Regions from separate parts of the Arachis hypogaea genome. Here region 2 is linked to region 1. The links are chromatin contacts, called in public Hi-C maps. All regions are on one chromosome and are shown on one strand. The core of a region is the stretch at or near the end of the contact, and the rest is flanking DNA. Distances in the headings are between cores, read along the strand shown. Region 1 holds the start of LOC112800837 (lysine-specific demethylase JMJ26). Region 2 holds the start of LOC112707204 (protein tesmin/TSO1-like CXC 2).

What was found. A called contact is a pair of places that touch in the nucleus more often than the background predicts.
Region 2: a Hi-C map of leaf shows a contact between it and region 1, with 2.1 times the contacts expected there. The contact joins the promoter of LOC112707204 here to the promoter of LOC112800837 in region 1. A contact is called at or near these places in 2 of 8 Hi-C or Micro-C datasets (both in leaf).

Annotation. Positions count from the first base shown.
Region 1 is chr1:24,065,158-24,072,971 of arahy.Tifrunner.gnm2.J5K5, reverse strand. LOC112800837 (lysine-specific demethylase JMJ26) reads left to right here and starts at 5,081. Exons shown (of 13, transcript XM_025843247.3): 1 at 5,081-5,562; 2 at 6,362-6,912; 3 at 7,029-7,141; 4 at 7,235-7,334; 5 at 7,478-7,610; 6 at 7,688-7,742. The coding sequence starts at 6,367.
Region 2 is chr1:24,203,126-24,210,939 of arahy.Tifrunner.gnm2.J5K5, reverse strand. LOC112707204 (protein tesmin/TSO1-like CXC 2) reads right to left here and starts at 3,371. Exons shown (of 11, transcript XM_072223829.1): 1 at 2,790-3,371; 2 at 763-1,120. The coding sequence starts at 933.

The sequences.
Region 1 (7,814 bases), core at 3,832-6,331:
ACAGTAGCAATTTATGCTAGTTTGGCTTTCTTCAGACTTCAATTTTATATGAATTTTAAAGAAGCAAAATATGATGATAAGACAAAATTTATAGTTGTAGATTTCAAGAAGAATCATATAGAATAACATAAGAAGAATAGTTCGTCTAAACCTATCTTCAATTCTTCTTCAAGTCTAGTAATGAAAGCATTTGTTGAGTATGCTATAAGTGGAGATGTGTACTTGAAAAATTTTAAGAAGAAGAAAGTGGCAAAAAGAGTGAGTGTCTGGGTGAAAAGAGTATATGTTTGAGTCAAAGAGATAGTTTTGAGAGAAAGAAAGAGAATAGTGAGAAGGAGAAGACAATGAGAGAAACAAAAAACTAAGAGTAATTAACACACTTGTGAGAAGGGCCTAAAAAGTAGTAGTTTAGACAAAAATGTATTAATGTTAATGAAGTCCAAAACGTCTTCAATTTCTCATATTGAAATTAATCATGAATTACATAGTGTTTTCATGACACATTTTTAAGTTTTGTAGGTTTGCGATAAATTTTGAAGACATTAATATAAATGGAAAGAAAGAAAAAGTAACTAATTCTATACTTTAATGAGTAATTACATGGAGCAAGATTTAAGTACTCAATGTATGATAATGCTGTATGTTTTATATTTTATAGTTCAAGAGATCTTGAACAAGAGGCATTTAAAGTAGACTGAGTTAATTGATTAATTTTTACATATAATTTAACAAGATAATGACAATGTGGTTATTAATAAATTGTCCGAAAAGTATGATCTAATTACTACTCTTACTCCTAAGTTGTTCGTATTTAGATATATGAATAAATTTTTATGCAACTAAATCTATTTTTCATTTTATGTATGCTACTTGTGAGAATATTGATTTAAAATGTCATAGTGAAATAAAAAGAATACCAAATTTGTTATCTATATATTTTTATTGGCTACATAAACATAAGGGTGTAGAAAGAATTTACATTATTACATTGCATTTAAGCAAGCTAAATCTCTAGTGTTGCTACATATTTTTGTGCATCTTTTTACTTATTCCTACTCATACATAGATGGATATTTCTGTGGATTTTTTATTTGACTTGTTTAAGATTAGAAAACATAAACATATCATTATTCTTGTTGTGGACAGATTTGGTATAATTGCACATTTAATTGCATGTCAAAATTTTGAAGATTTCACACATATACTGAGTTATTTCTAAAAGAGGTTGATTATGTGTTAATTTATGCTAGTTACTTGGATGATCATATCTTACATGTTAAGAGTGTTTTGGTTAATTATTTGTGAGACATTGAGATTCTTTATAATTTTATTGGTTATTATCCTTGTGAATATTTGAATCATTTTAACTATCTGACTATTTTGAATTTAATGTTTTTGTCTTTGAGTAATGATGTTATTTTAGATGGTGAAAATAAGGATGAAAAGATTAAACTTGCAGTTATGAAGACTCATAACATAGTCAACAAGAAAGACATAACTACTATATAATGGACAAAGAAGAGTCATCAAAATATGGTCATTGAATTAGGAGATTGGGTTTGAATTCATTAGAGAAAAGAGAAGCTTCTTATTATTTAGAGGAAAACTACACTTGTTGGAGAAAAGATAAGATAATCCATTCCATGTGTTAGAGATTATTAATGATAATTCTAACAAAATTAAATTTAATGGTAAGTATTATGGTTCAGTTGTGTTTAGTGTATTCAATTTATATATATATATATATATATATATATATATATATATATATATATATATATATATATATATATATATATAAATTCAAGGACGAATTTTTTTGAAGAGGAAGAGGATGATACATTTTCAAGAGGCATTTTTGTCACTCTAGAATCAAGGCGCAAAATAGTAATATTTTCATCTTAAAGAATCTAATTACCAGAAGAATTACATTATGCTGGCCTTAGAGATTAAGAAAACCATGAGTTCATTTTAAGAGCAATAATATTGACTTGACGACACTCATACACGAAGAAATGCATCAATTGTGAGCCAAGAAAGAGAAGACAATGGCCATTAGACTAAATGAGGACAATAAAAAACCAAAAAATTCTTTTCAAGTTCATTGAAAAGGCATTAACCTAATACTAAAGAATAGAACAATTATCAAAGATATATTTGTCATCAAATTAAAATATTAAAATAAAAATATAGTTAACCAAAAATCTGTTTGTAATAACTACATTATATGCTCTATATATTAAAAAAAATTCTAGACAATTTTTATTATCGTAAATGATGCTGAAGACCAATATGATTGAAACTATGTGGCATATAAAACTTGTAAAAGAAAAACAGAAAAAAGAAAAGGTAAATATTTTTGCAACGATAATTGTCGAAAAAAAGTAAAATATCTGTAAATAAGATAACAGAAGTCACGATAACAATAAGAGTAATGGCAAAAAAGGTTTCAATAATTGCGATAACGTCAGATTTAAATAGAGAAAAAGGTTAAATTCAGAAAGAGAAAGGGAGGAGGATGAACAAATTTAAAAAGGAGATAGATTTAGATTTAGAATTTTTTGTTTTCCATTTTTTTAGATAACAGAATACGAGAAATTAAAAGAAGAAATAAGAGTAGGTTTGTTTTGTTAAGACACTAATTTTTTAAAGACACGAAAATATACATACATACATAAAACACATGTATTTGATGTCTTTCAAAAAAGATGAGACACTAAGACACACTAAATGAGACATAAATTTTTACTCTTTTATTTATGATTATTTTTTAAAATACCATTCTTATCCCTTAATCTTAACCCCTTTTTTCATTTTCTCCTTCCTCGTTCTCATTTTTTCTCTTTCTTTCTTCCTATTTCCTTTGTCACTTCCTTTTCTCTCCACCACCGTCACTGCCGTTGCTGTCGCACCTTTCTCTTTTCATCTTTCTTTCTCCACCACTTGTTTAGATCCAGATCTGTCGCTGTCGCTATGCTCCACTCTGGTGAACTCATGCAGTTCCAACATGTCCAGAGGCCAGAGGCGACTCCGGTTACACAGAGAAAATACCCTCGCTCCCTTGGTCCAGATCTGTCACCTCCTTCTTATTTGGTTCAGATCCCCTTCTGCCCTTGCTTTCTCCTTGCCACCACCTCTCTTTCTTTTCCTCTTCACAGTTCGCACCATCGCCTCTCTTTCTCTTCCTCTTCAGTCTGCTACTATTGTTCTATCTGATTTTGCTTTTTGTTCATTCTTCTTTCTCTTTATCTCTTTCTTCATTTTTCTATTTTTCCAAAAAAAATTTAATTTTTTTATTATGTATCTTTTTATTTTTTAATATTATTGAATTTATTGGTGAAATTATTGAAATTTTTTGATATCTGAATAATTTATTTTTGGCTATATGAATGGTAGTGGAGAAGAAAAATGAATGGTCATAGAGTGAAATTTCTGTGATGATGATGACAAAGGTAGAAGATGGAGTTAAACTTCAAAGTAGTCCCTGAAATTCACGAAATACACTGATTTGGTTCCTGACTTTTCAATTGCACTATTTATGTCCTTGAGATTGGAAAAAATGCACCTATTGGTCCTTTCCCGTTTTTCCGTCCAAATTACTTTTCGGTGGTAGTGATGTGGCAATAGATTGCCACACTGGAGTGTCTAACGATTACATGACGTGGCAATTGAAAGTGTTTAAGCCAATGTGGTCCCTGAGCCCCTTTTTAACCCTAACTGCAGAACTTCTCTGTTCGTTTTCACTCATTGCATGGGTACAAAAACTATTTAATTCGACCTTATTTCTCTTTTGGTTCATCACCAATCTTCGGTTACCTACCAAAAACAAACTTCAATTTTCAAGTTTTTGTGAATTTTAAGCCATCTGGGTATTCTTCCTTCCTTGAAAAAGGTAACCTTTTTTCTTTTTTTTTGTTGTTTTAATATCAAATTCTTCAATGGTACAAGTTGTTGAGGAAGGAGAGAACAACAGAACTCGCATGAGCGATTTCCCAAGAGATCTGCTAAAAAGGTTCATGTCCATGAACCATCATCACCATCATGAGCTACAACAACAACATCACCATGGTGATGGAGATGCAGAACAAGAGATTGAGCTGAGCCTCGGTCTGTCAATGAACGGTCATTTTGGTGTGGACCCAACAGCAAAGAAGATCAAGAGAACAACATCAATGTCCGAATTCTCATTCTCAAAGCCCCTCATCAGAGATGAAGATAATAACAACAGCAATAATAATAATTAAGATATTGGGGTTACTCTAATAACATGCCAATGCCTTGCACAATGAATCTGATAAGAACATGTTTCCTTCTAACGGAGACAGAGGAGGAGTGGAGGAAGAGGAAGGAGTTGCATATGTTGAGGAGGTTGAAAGCAAGAAGAAAGCGCTTTGAGAAACAGCAGAGGAACATGAAGGCCATGAGAAAAAAGAGTAATCGTTCTTCTTCTTTCTCTGAAGATATTGTTGCTTTTGTTTATGGAAACTATCAATTTGGTGGAGGCTACTTTGAATGAATTTAGTAGTTTGGGGAGAACGGCATCGTTGAGTACTAGCGTGGAAATCCATTGCCACATCACTACTGCTGCCAGGAAGCAGTTTGGACAGAAAAACGAGAAGGGACCAAATAGGTACATTTTTTTTTCAATTTTGATGACATAAATAGTGCAATTGAAAAGTTAGGGATTAAATCGGTGCATTTTGTGAATCTTAGGGACTATTTTAGGATTTAACTCGTAGAAGATGGGAGTATTATGGACTTTTTAATATTTTGTGTTTCTTACATATTTGCTTTGTCAAACACAAAATATATATATACATGTATGTTGTGTTTATATCTTTTTGATACATATTTCAGTGTTTATAACTATGTCTAAAATATAACAAAACACCATCTGAAAGAGATACAACAAAAAGTTAGAAGTTGAAGATTGAAAATTGAAAATGATTCATCGTAAAACTAATTTTAAAATTTAATATATTTTTAAACAGAATCGACTAAAATTTAATTATTAGATATTTTTATTGAATATAATTCATCTTTTATCTTTTATATAAAAAAATTCATTTAATTCTTCATCAATTTTTTCGGCACCTAATCTTTCAGGATCCAAAATAGCTATTTTTACTTTATTCATTCTTCAGATTTTCTTTTGCATCTCGCGGTAAAAATCTGTCTGGTTGGGATTGTTGCCAAAACAAAAAGCCCTAATCTGAGTGTGAGCGAGTGTGAGTGAACGAATGTTTGCATTGGTTTACCTGTACGGCATTATAAGGGGGATCACATCGTTATCGTAAAAAAAAAAAAAAAAACAAACACTTTCTGCACTTGTTCTTTTTTTCAGCCAAGCGGTGGATGACTTCCCCTTAAATCTCTCTCTCTCTATCTCTCTGCAATCAATCAATCAAATCAATTATTATTATTGATTGAATAATTAATATTTCAATCCGTATCTCTCTCTTTACTCATCATATCAAACGCCATTAATACTGCTCTGTTCTATTCTACAATCTCGAACGATTTCATCGGCTCTACCGCTCTTTACATGCTTTTCTTGATTAGGTACCTTACCTTCCTTTCTCAATTTGTTTTCTTTTGTTTTTTTTATCGTTTTGTTTTATTTATTTTTCGTTTTACCGGCGGCGTGAATCATTCAAGACGCATGCAAAAACTCTTTTGGGGACGTTGTTGATTTCGAGTTCGATGGTTTCTTTGTTGCATAATTACTGATCACTAAAGCAATGCAATTCGAAATTCTAATTTTTTCTCTCTCTGTTTTGTTTATGTTTTATGGGCAAAGTCGCGTTCTTGGTTGAAAGGATTTTATTGGGTTGACTTCACTCTCTAGTCAACTCAGTTGTATCTCTTTGCCTGAAGGAACTGTATATTGAAATTCATCAATTGTTCTTGTACCTGTTAATTTCTTGATGAATTTAACAATAGGATGGATTTACCGTATTTAATAAACATGAACAAAAAAAAAGAAAAAAGAGGAGTCCTTTTCCCCCAAAATAATTTGGATACATAAATCATAATTAACCTCTTGATGGTAATTAATTAGTCTTTTATACCAGCACATTTGCTAATTTTCTATACATTGTTATGCATTTAGCCACTGAAACGTAGTTGTAATTGTTCACATTGTTCCCCCCAAAAAAGTTGTGTTCATGAATAATGATTGAGGTTCTGATGGTAAGTAATTGGTCTGCTATACCAACATATTGTTAATTTGCTATGCATTGTTATGCCTGTTCACATGATGTGAATACACCCCATTAACGTGGGTGAATGAGTGATAATCTAGGGTAGAACAGTTGAATAGTTGTAATTATCTGAGATTGATTTTTGGTCTATTCTGCAGCAAGAATGGAGGTAGCTGTTCCTAGACAACAACAGTCAAATCAACAGACTGAGGATAATCTGCAGTACTCAAGATACTCAAGAACTTTCCGGAATTCAAAGAGAAAGGCCGAGGAGAATATTGTTAACGGGAGTGATGAGGAGCCAGAGCCAGAAGAGGGAGAAAAAACTATGGGAACTCTGGAGAGGGGTTCTTTGGTAGGAATGGAGGTTCCATTTGTGAAAAAAGAACAATCAAATAAGCTTATTGGCAAAAGTCCACACAAAACCTCAAAATGTTCTAGAACTTCTGGTGTTTTGAAGAAAAGAAAGGTTCAAGAAAATCACAAGCATGATTTTACGGAACCAAAGTCAGAAGGGAAAAAAGACCTGTTCAGTTCAAACAGGACTACCAGGAAGGTAGATGAACCAAAGAAATTCAACACCTCAAATAAGAATGACCAATATGAAGATGGTCTCTTGATTGACGATTTGGATGATGATGATGAAATGCTTTTCCTTCTAAAGACAAAGTACACAAGAAGGGCTAGAAGAATGGATGATAATACTACGGTAGCTATCATTTATAATAAATTTCCAATGCTGGGAAACTTGATCTTTTAGGACCATATACTCAGGGCTAATAATTATATCATACTTCAAGGGTACCTAACTAATTTTGTTTTCAGGTTGTTGAACAGAATCCCCGGAAATGTCATCAATGCTTGAAGAAGGAGAGAACAACTTTTGTGCCTTGTTCTAAATGTATGAAAATGTACTGTCTGCGGTGCATCAACCAGTGGTACGGCAGCTTATGTTTAACTATGCAATTTAAACCATGCAGTTTGTAACATACCCTTACAATATTGGTGTGGTTTTCATTTTTTAATGCAAGGTACCCTGACATGTCAGTAGAAGAAATTGCTGAAAGTTGCCCATGTTGCCGCAATAATTGCAATTGCAATGTTTGTTTGTGTTCAAGAGGAACAATTAAGGTTCAGATTACTACGATCTAATATCCTGTGAATTATATTAATTCTGAAATCAAATTCTATAATGGGAAAAAATGCCTCAAATCACGAGTATATATTAACCCTTTTTCATCTTTTCTTTTCTGTTTTTGAATATTCACTTTCAGACATCTACCAAGGACATAACTGATACCGAAAGGGTTCAGCATCTACATTATATGATTAGCTTACTTGTTCCTTTTCTGAAACAAATTTGTCATGAACAGAGTCAAGAGGAAGGGATTGAAGCTAAAATACAAGGTATTAATCTTCTTCTTTTGGTTTTTGGTCATTACATTGAAGAATTCTCAACAATAAAACATCTTTCATGAACTCAGGGTGTGATATTGAGATACCGCAGAGTCTTTGTGGCGATAATGAACGTGTCTATTGGTAAGTTTCCTTCAGATTATACTAGCACGGCTTCTTTCCATGTTCTATAAGATCTTTAATTCATTCTTGGGT
Region 2 (7,814 bases), core at 2,122-4,621, 140 kb before region 1:
TACTAATTTCTTTATTTTTTATATTTTATTTTTATATCCGAATTTCTTTCTTAGGATTTTTTTTTTTCGCATTTACTAACCACAGCGTATTGTTTTTCAGGGAAAGTACTACCTAAGTACCTAAGTTATACAGTTATACTATTATAATTAAATTAGTATATATTTACATTTTTACCAATTTGAATTCGGATTTGTGTCTGCATTTAATCATATTAAGCTATCATTAAATGAAATACTATTATATCTACAGTTACTTGTATTGCAATCTTCTTATTTTAATTATGTAATTAATTAATTAATTGCTTCCAAGATTGAATGTGCTCTACTGTGAATATATGTTATATAAGATGTGATTAAAAGTGGCAACTAATAAGTGATGAATGGGCTTTGAATAAATTAAAAATCTATGATGTAGCATCTGGATACTGAATTGCATACATGTTCTTCTATGCAAGGCTTACAGCGGGAAAAAACAAAGTTGTTAAATTGATAAGCACCAAAACATAGCTCAGCCAAGTGAAAGGGAGGATATAAGGAATAGATAAAACATAACTAGCCATATGAAGGCATGAAGCATCTTAACAAATTTCACTAGGCATGATTCCAATTTTCGATGTCTCCATGACTTCCCAGTATTTCCACCAATAGATATTAAAGTACCACAAACCAATGGGGGGCTGTTGTGTGTCATATTTTAATATCCATTTGTGGAAATATATGACAAAGGGTAATGATCTGTAGAAATAAATCTGATACACTTACCATGAGCATCCATGTTGCATTCTCAACTTCATGGGGATTTGATTTTACATATCGGTGGTTGAATATGCATCCTGTGCAGATGTGCAACAAGGAAAGGAATGTTCCCGGCAACAGAGCACTCTGATCCAGCATAAGGACAATTGTATGATCTGAAATTGCATTCTGTCTCATGCTTCAGCTTGCTGTAGTATGGAAATATTTCTGGATATCTAAGGGAGTAGTACTTGCAAGGTAACTAGAGTGATTCAGCCACCTTTTCCAGCACCAGACACCTAATATCTCCAAGCTCTTGTCTACAAGTGGGACACCGATTGTGCACCCTTGTTTAATGTATGCCCATTATGGCACTGCAAGAAATCTATTGGAACTTTCATTTTCCACATCTTCACAAATACAGACATTTTGCAGTATGTGTCAAGTGTCAACTAATAATATACTTCAATACAGATTGTCTATAAGAAATCCTAGACAATCAATATTCCTCAGAATCCAGTCTGAATGCTCTCACCCTCTCATTTTTTTCATCTCCTAACAAGAACCACCTACATATGCTATGCATTCCTACATTCCAACTACAACATAGGCAGTTAGTTACTTACATGCGCCATGCATGATTACATCAGTTTGCTAAGGTAGTTTTTCGGTCAGTAATTTATACCTGCATAACTTTGGGGAAAGGCTTATTTTTCTAGTCTCTTTGGGTTCCAGCTTATTCGCCTTTAAAGGTTTCAGTCAGTAATTTCTCTCTGCTGGTTTTTCTCTCTCCTTTCTCCTAACAAAGTTTCTTTAACAAGAAAAGGAGATAAACCAAATAAATCTTCCTGACATTTTGAGTTTTTATTTGTAGTTCAGAGTTAGCTGTTACTTTAGTTCATATTATACATAAAAGACCTCAGCTAGGGGACGGGGGACATAAATGAAATCGGCATTTTTGCCAAGGCCAATCTTCAACTTTTTTGTTCCCATTTATTATGACTTCTAAGGTAACCATATAACTTACTGTTCCAATCTTCTTACTCAGCCTAATAGATAAGAAGAAGTAAATCCTTTACTACTTTTCAATAATTGATACAGAGAGCTTTCAACCATAGCATCCCTTGGGTCACACTGACTTCATATTGTCTTCTACTTCAGATAAAATATATGTTCTCATGGTCTATAAACCTAATAGGTGGTTTTGTGCAAATCCTTCTTCAAACTTTTAATTATACCCAAGGCCTTTTTAATACCAGAGCTTCTATAGGCTAAAATCCCAAAAATATGTAAACTCAAATTCTACCATATTTCTAAAATAGATGCTACTGCAACATTGTCTTGAATGCATTTATTCCTAATCCTATCTTGTTGCCATTTTACCACCCAAGCTTACATCTGATACAACAACAAAATATAGTTGTGTACAAAGTACTTTCTTGAGTTTAACTAACAAAGAACATCCACAGTACTCCTCGGATTCATTCACCAAGGTCTTACTACATATTCATCAAACATAAATCAAGTTTACTCCATACCAACTTCTAATGGAAACATTTTTGTAAAATCAGTTCTAACTAAACTTACTTTCAGAAACTATAATATCAAAAAGAAAAAAAAAAAAAACTTCTTATACCAAAGACTACTGATAAATTTACAATTACTAAACAAGAATGAAACACTGGACTACAGTAAATAATTCACTTTGCTCAAATTTTATTAGTAATAAACAAATGTTAGATTAAAGTTTTGACACCATGGTAAACTCCTTGAACTCGCATCTCACTGCAATCATTATTTTAGCTCAATTCCACTAAATCAAACATGCCCTTCTATACACAACACTTTCTCAATGTAACCATAACCCTAAATTCCCAAAACCAACTCCAAGACCCATTCCCCCAACTCAAAGAAAATTCAATTAATACTCAAAAACACATGTCATCAAAATTCACTCAATCCAACTTCAAATCCATCACCAAAAGGAATTAGCAATCACCTCAAAATAATTTTAAAAAAATGAATAAGATGAAAATTAGGGACAGAACCCTAACCTGATGAATTGGGGGATACATTGAATTGGTGCAAACGGGACATTCAAGCAACTCATGGACGCTGGTTGCAGGAGGAATAACCACCGTTGCGCCCATAACATTGTTGTTGTTGTTGTTGTTGTTGGCGCCTCCATTCCAAGGCTTCGAAGAAGAAAACTCAAAGTAATGATGAGGACGAAGGTTATGGTGTTGGATCTCATCTTCATCCGTGCCATCAGAGGATGACACACTCAATGCTGTCAATAAAACAATTTGGATACAAAGAAAGAAAGAATACACAGTTAAGAAAATCGAGAAAATTTCATTATTTTTTCATCGATTTAAATACACAGCCAAAAACTTGGACATCTCTCTTTTTCTTTCTTCTTCTTCCTTCTCCAATTGTGTTGGTGATTATTCTCTTTGTCTTTCTGGTTTCGGTGGGAAAAGTTTTATATCAAGCGAAACTAGAAGAAGAATGGAAAGAGAAGAGGAGAAGGAAGACGAGGAAGGTGGTCATGGATTAAAGATGGCAAAACTGTTCGAGACGCCGAGAATTCTGCGGGGACTATTCCGAATAAAGATCTGAGTGTGAAGATTTTTTGTCAATGTTCAAAATTTATAAATTTATTTAATTATTTTTAATAATTTATTTTTTATATATATTTTTTAGTCATTTGGCATGTTATATATATAGATTTAAAATTTTTAATTTTTATTTACATCACTCTTCTTTAATTTATAAATTTTTAACGGCTATTATCGTTCATATTTTATTTAATTTTTTTGCATTTACTCTCTCATCACTCTTCTGTCTCACTGTATTGTCATCTCTCACCGTTTCATTATTCTCACGGTATCGTTCTCTATATTCATGGCATTCATTTTCACAACTCTGTCGTCGTATTCATTCTCCTCTCTTTGCTGTTGTGTTTTCCACCTTGTCCACTGCTCTGTGTTCTAGTTCGTTGTGGCATTTCCCATTGCATCATTTTGAAAGAAATCGACATCTTGTTGTTTAGATTTTTGTATAAAATCTTGCTATTTTTATATAAGATGAATATTTTCAGCTCTATTCCCATGAAAATTAATAATTAGTCAAAATTATCAGAGAGATGAAAAATCTTGGTGAAAAATGGAACTCTGTGGGAAATGGAGATAGGAAGCAATATTCTCCTACGACAGAAAATGGAGACGGGAACGAGGAGTAAATCTCGGGACGGGAATAAGGAGTAGAGAGGCAATCTCCGCCCCTACTATAGACTTTTTTTTTAAAGTACTAAGTTTGGCCTGACCTGAAGCCTGTTAAAAGACTTGATAATTTTTTTTACAAAAACAAAAATATTATTTAAAAATTATTTTTTTAATAAAAATATTTATAGGTAATATGTCATATTTAATATTTATAAAAATTTTTAAATTTTAATGTATTTAAAATATACAAAAGTATTTATAATAAAATATAATAAATTTAAAATATATCATAATTTTATTAATGATAAAAAAATTATTTATATATTTAATTATGTATTAATAGGCCCAGACAGGCTTGAGAGGCCAATAAAGCTAATTAGTAAACTTGGACTTGACCTATTAATATATTAAGGCTTATAGAAGAGTCTGAACCTGTGCTTATTTTATAACAGGTCAAGTCAGGCCAGGCTGCAGGTCTTGGCAGACCACCTGACTTTTTTCCACCCCTATCTCCACACATAGTTGTAAGGGAGAGATTTGTTGGGTTTTTTGGGCTCCCTTTTATGTGGAGAAAAAGTCAAAATATTTAGTATCCAAGTTCATGAATAGTTGATGTAGCTTAGGTGAGTTAGGGTTAAGTGAGAGAGGTCTTATTTGCAAGAACAACACCAAACACTAGAGAAAAAAGAAGAGAGAAAGTCATTTTCGCACATATACAGAGATGTCTTTGTAAATTGGTCATTGCAGATTCGTTAACCGTTAGATCGAGCTCAAATTTGGACAGTGTGTTCCACACATCTGGTTCTTTATTTTCACCGTTCAAACCTTTGATTCGATGTCTGTAGCTGGAGATATTGGCCACACACAGCAGTTTTGTTTTGTGGTATTTTCATCTTCTTGTTCTTGTTTTGTAAACTTTGAAGTTTGGGTTGTTTGGCTTATTGTATGCACATTTTGTGCAATAATTTGTGACTCTCTTATACTCTATTTTTTATCATAATGAAGCTATTTTCTGATATTAGTAATTCATAGTTTTTACTACTCTCATCTAAAAAGTTTTTTACGTTAAAAATCTTAGCTTGTCTTTAATTTCGGTTTTATGTTATCTTTCCACTGATATTAGGTATTATTGTGCTAGTATTAATATTTATCGTGAATAGATATTGTTGCTCTTTTAATTCTTACAAATAAAAAATTGTGTGTTTTATTCCTATCAATATATTCACATCCGCAAATTGAAATTATTAACCCTGTGATTGAGAATTTAGAGTTATGTTAAGTTATGATGGGTTGAAAATTTTGGATAATTCTTTAGTTACTGCATTATATTGTTACTGAAATCCATCTTTTATATAATTCATAAATGCACGGAAAAAAGAAATTAAAAAAAGGAGGATAAATTGTTAAAATATTTGTATTAATATGTAAAATGCATGTTTTTGTGTTTAATCAGGGGCGCCACATACACATACACTAGATTTGTTTTCATGTTATCACATGGCATCTATCTATAACTTCATTTTTCGTGCTAACTTGATCAATTACAGGTAGATTCTTTTCATTAACCTTGAGTCATTGCATGTTTATCTTTTCATACTTGTTCATCATCATAGCTCATGTTATTACTTTTACATTTTCATGGATATTGTATTATCATTAAGCAGCAGTCACACAACCTTGTGGGTAGTATACTATTCAGCTTCAGTCTAATGAATTTTGGCTAGTATATTATTAACCTTTTGGCTAGAAGCCTAGAATATAATGATATAATGAAGTCATACGCTGTTGAATCAGTTTTTTCTTTTGTTTTATATTCTATGGCATTAACATTATATTATCATATTAAAAATATCAAGATTGGATTAATATATTATTTTTATGCTAGTTATTATGCTAGCATATAAAGGAGATTTTTTTATGGGAACTAAATTTCATATCTCGAATATCGGAAAAATTTAGGGTCACTCAGCTATTTTGACCGCATTAGTTGAAAGGTGAAAGCTAGAGATACATCCGTTTCATCTTCCATTTATTGAATATACCAACACTAGAAGATGTTACAATAATTCTTGGTGTCTTCACAAATAGTCTATTAGTTATATGATCATCAGACACCACTTCAACGAGCTTGAAAGTGATCACATGATGTATGAGGCATTATTTTGGGTGTGCACTTGGAGCGAGGAATCATAAAGGGAGCGACATTAAGTTGGCATGCTTTTGCAATTTAAAACGTCACATAGGCTGCCTTTGTTTTTATAAACAGTACAGGATATGACATTGAGACAGAGATACTGAGACAAAGACACTAAAAATTATTCTTTATGTATTGTGTTTGGATATAATGGATAAGACACTGATGTAATGTCTAGTATCCTGTTTGGATACATATAAACAAGACTAACATATAATATAAAATTACTAAAATAGGCCCATCTAATTTTAATTTTCATACCCACCTCTCACCGTCTCTGTGTTGCACTCCTTGGCTGCCACCCTAACTCTTCTCCAGGAACGGTGGAGGAGTGAATGTTGTTCCACCTGCACGACGTTGTCTGTTTCTTGTGCCGCAACTTGTTTTTTGTTTCTCCCAACTCAATCTCTCTTCTTTCTCTTCTTGACTGTTGTTCTAAACCTTCTCTTTGTAAGTTCTATCTTGCTTGATTTTCATTAGTTTCTGATGCGTGAGCATCTTGTCTATCTTTTCCTAGTGAATTTGCACTTAAATTGTTGAATTTAATTAAGAATTAATTATATTTTAGCCACTATGGATGCTATTTTGAGTCTTGGATAATTTTAGTTATTTCAGGTAGCATTCGGCTAGATTTGATGGAGTTTCCGCAGCACAAGAATCAAAAGAGATGGCTGCGAGGAGCGACGCGCATGCGTGCCTGACGCGTGCGCGTGATCTGGAAGTTTCCACAGCGACGCGTGCGCGTGACTGACGCGCACGCGTGAATTGAAGATTTGCTCAGTGACGCGTCCGCGTGACCGATGCGTCCGCGTGACTTGCGAAGAAGACCAGCGACGCGTACGCGTGACTGACGCATACGCGTGACGTGCGCGATCTGCAGAATTTACAGAAATTGCTGACGTGGATTTTGGGCCGCGTTTTGAACCAGTTTCCAGCCCAGAAAACACAGATTAGAAGCTGCAGAATGGACAAATCAAGTGGTCCCCATCCATCAGCGGAAGACTTGTTAATTAATTCTAATTTAAATTCAAATATGATTTTGAGGAAAAGATATTATTCTTAGATAAATAGAGTTTAAAATTTATTAGGATCGAAGAAAAAAAGAGGAACTCTGCACATTTAGACAGGGACACATATTGTTACCAGAACCCTTATTTTTCTTCTATGAACCATGATCAACTAATCTTTCATTGTTAAGGTTAGGAGCTTTGTCTATTTTCATGGATTGATTCGTTTGATCTTTTTAATTTAATTCATGTCTTGATTTATATTTCAATAATTGTTTTCGTTCTTTATTTTATGAATATGGGTGGAACGGAAGTATAACCCATGTTCTAATTGAGTTCTTGTAAACCTTGGAAAAGCTCTTTACTTGAACAATAGCTTGAAAATATATTATACTAAATTTTTAATTGTTTGTATTTAACGGGATACGTGACATATAATCCCCTTATTTGTGGATAATTAAGATTCTTTTGGCATATAAACTAGAAATTGATCATCACCCTCTAATTGGAATTAATTAACCAAGGGATTGGCAATTAATGAATTTTAGAAGAGACTATGAAGGTCTAAGGAATTAGGGTCTAGTCACATATAGTTTGCCATGAAATTAAATCTTGCATGATTAAATTAATTAGTAATAAAAGTTAATCCGA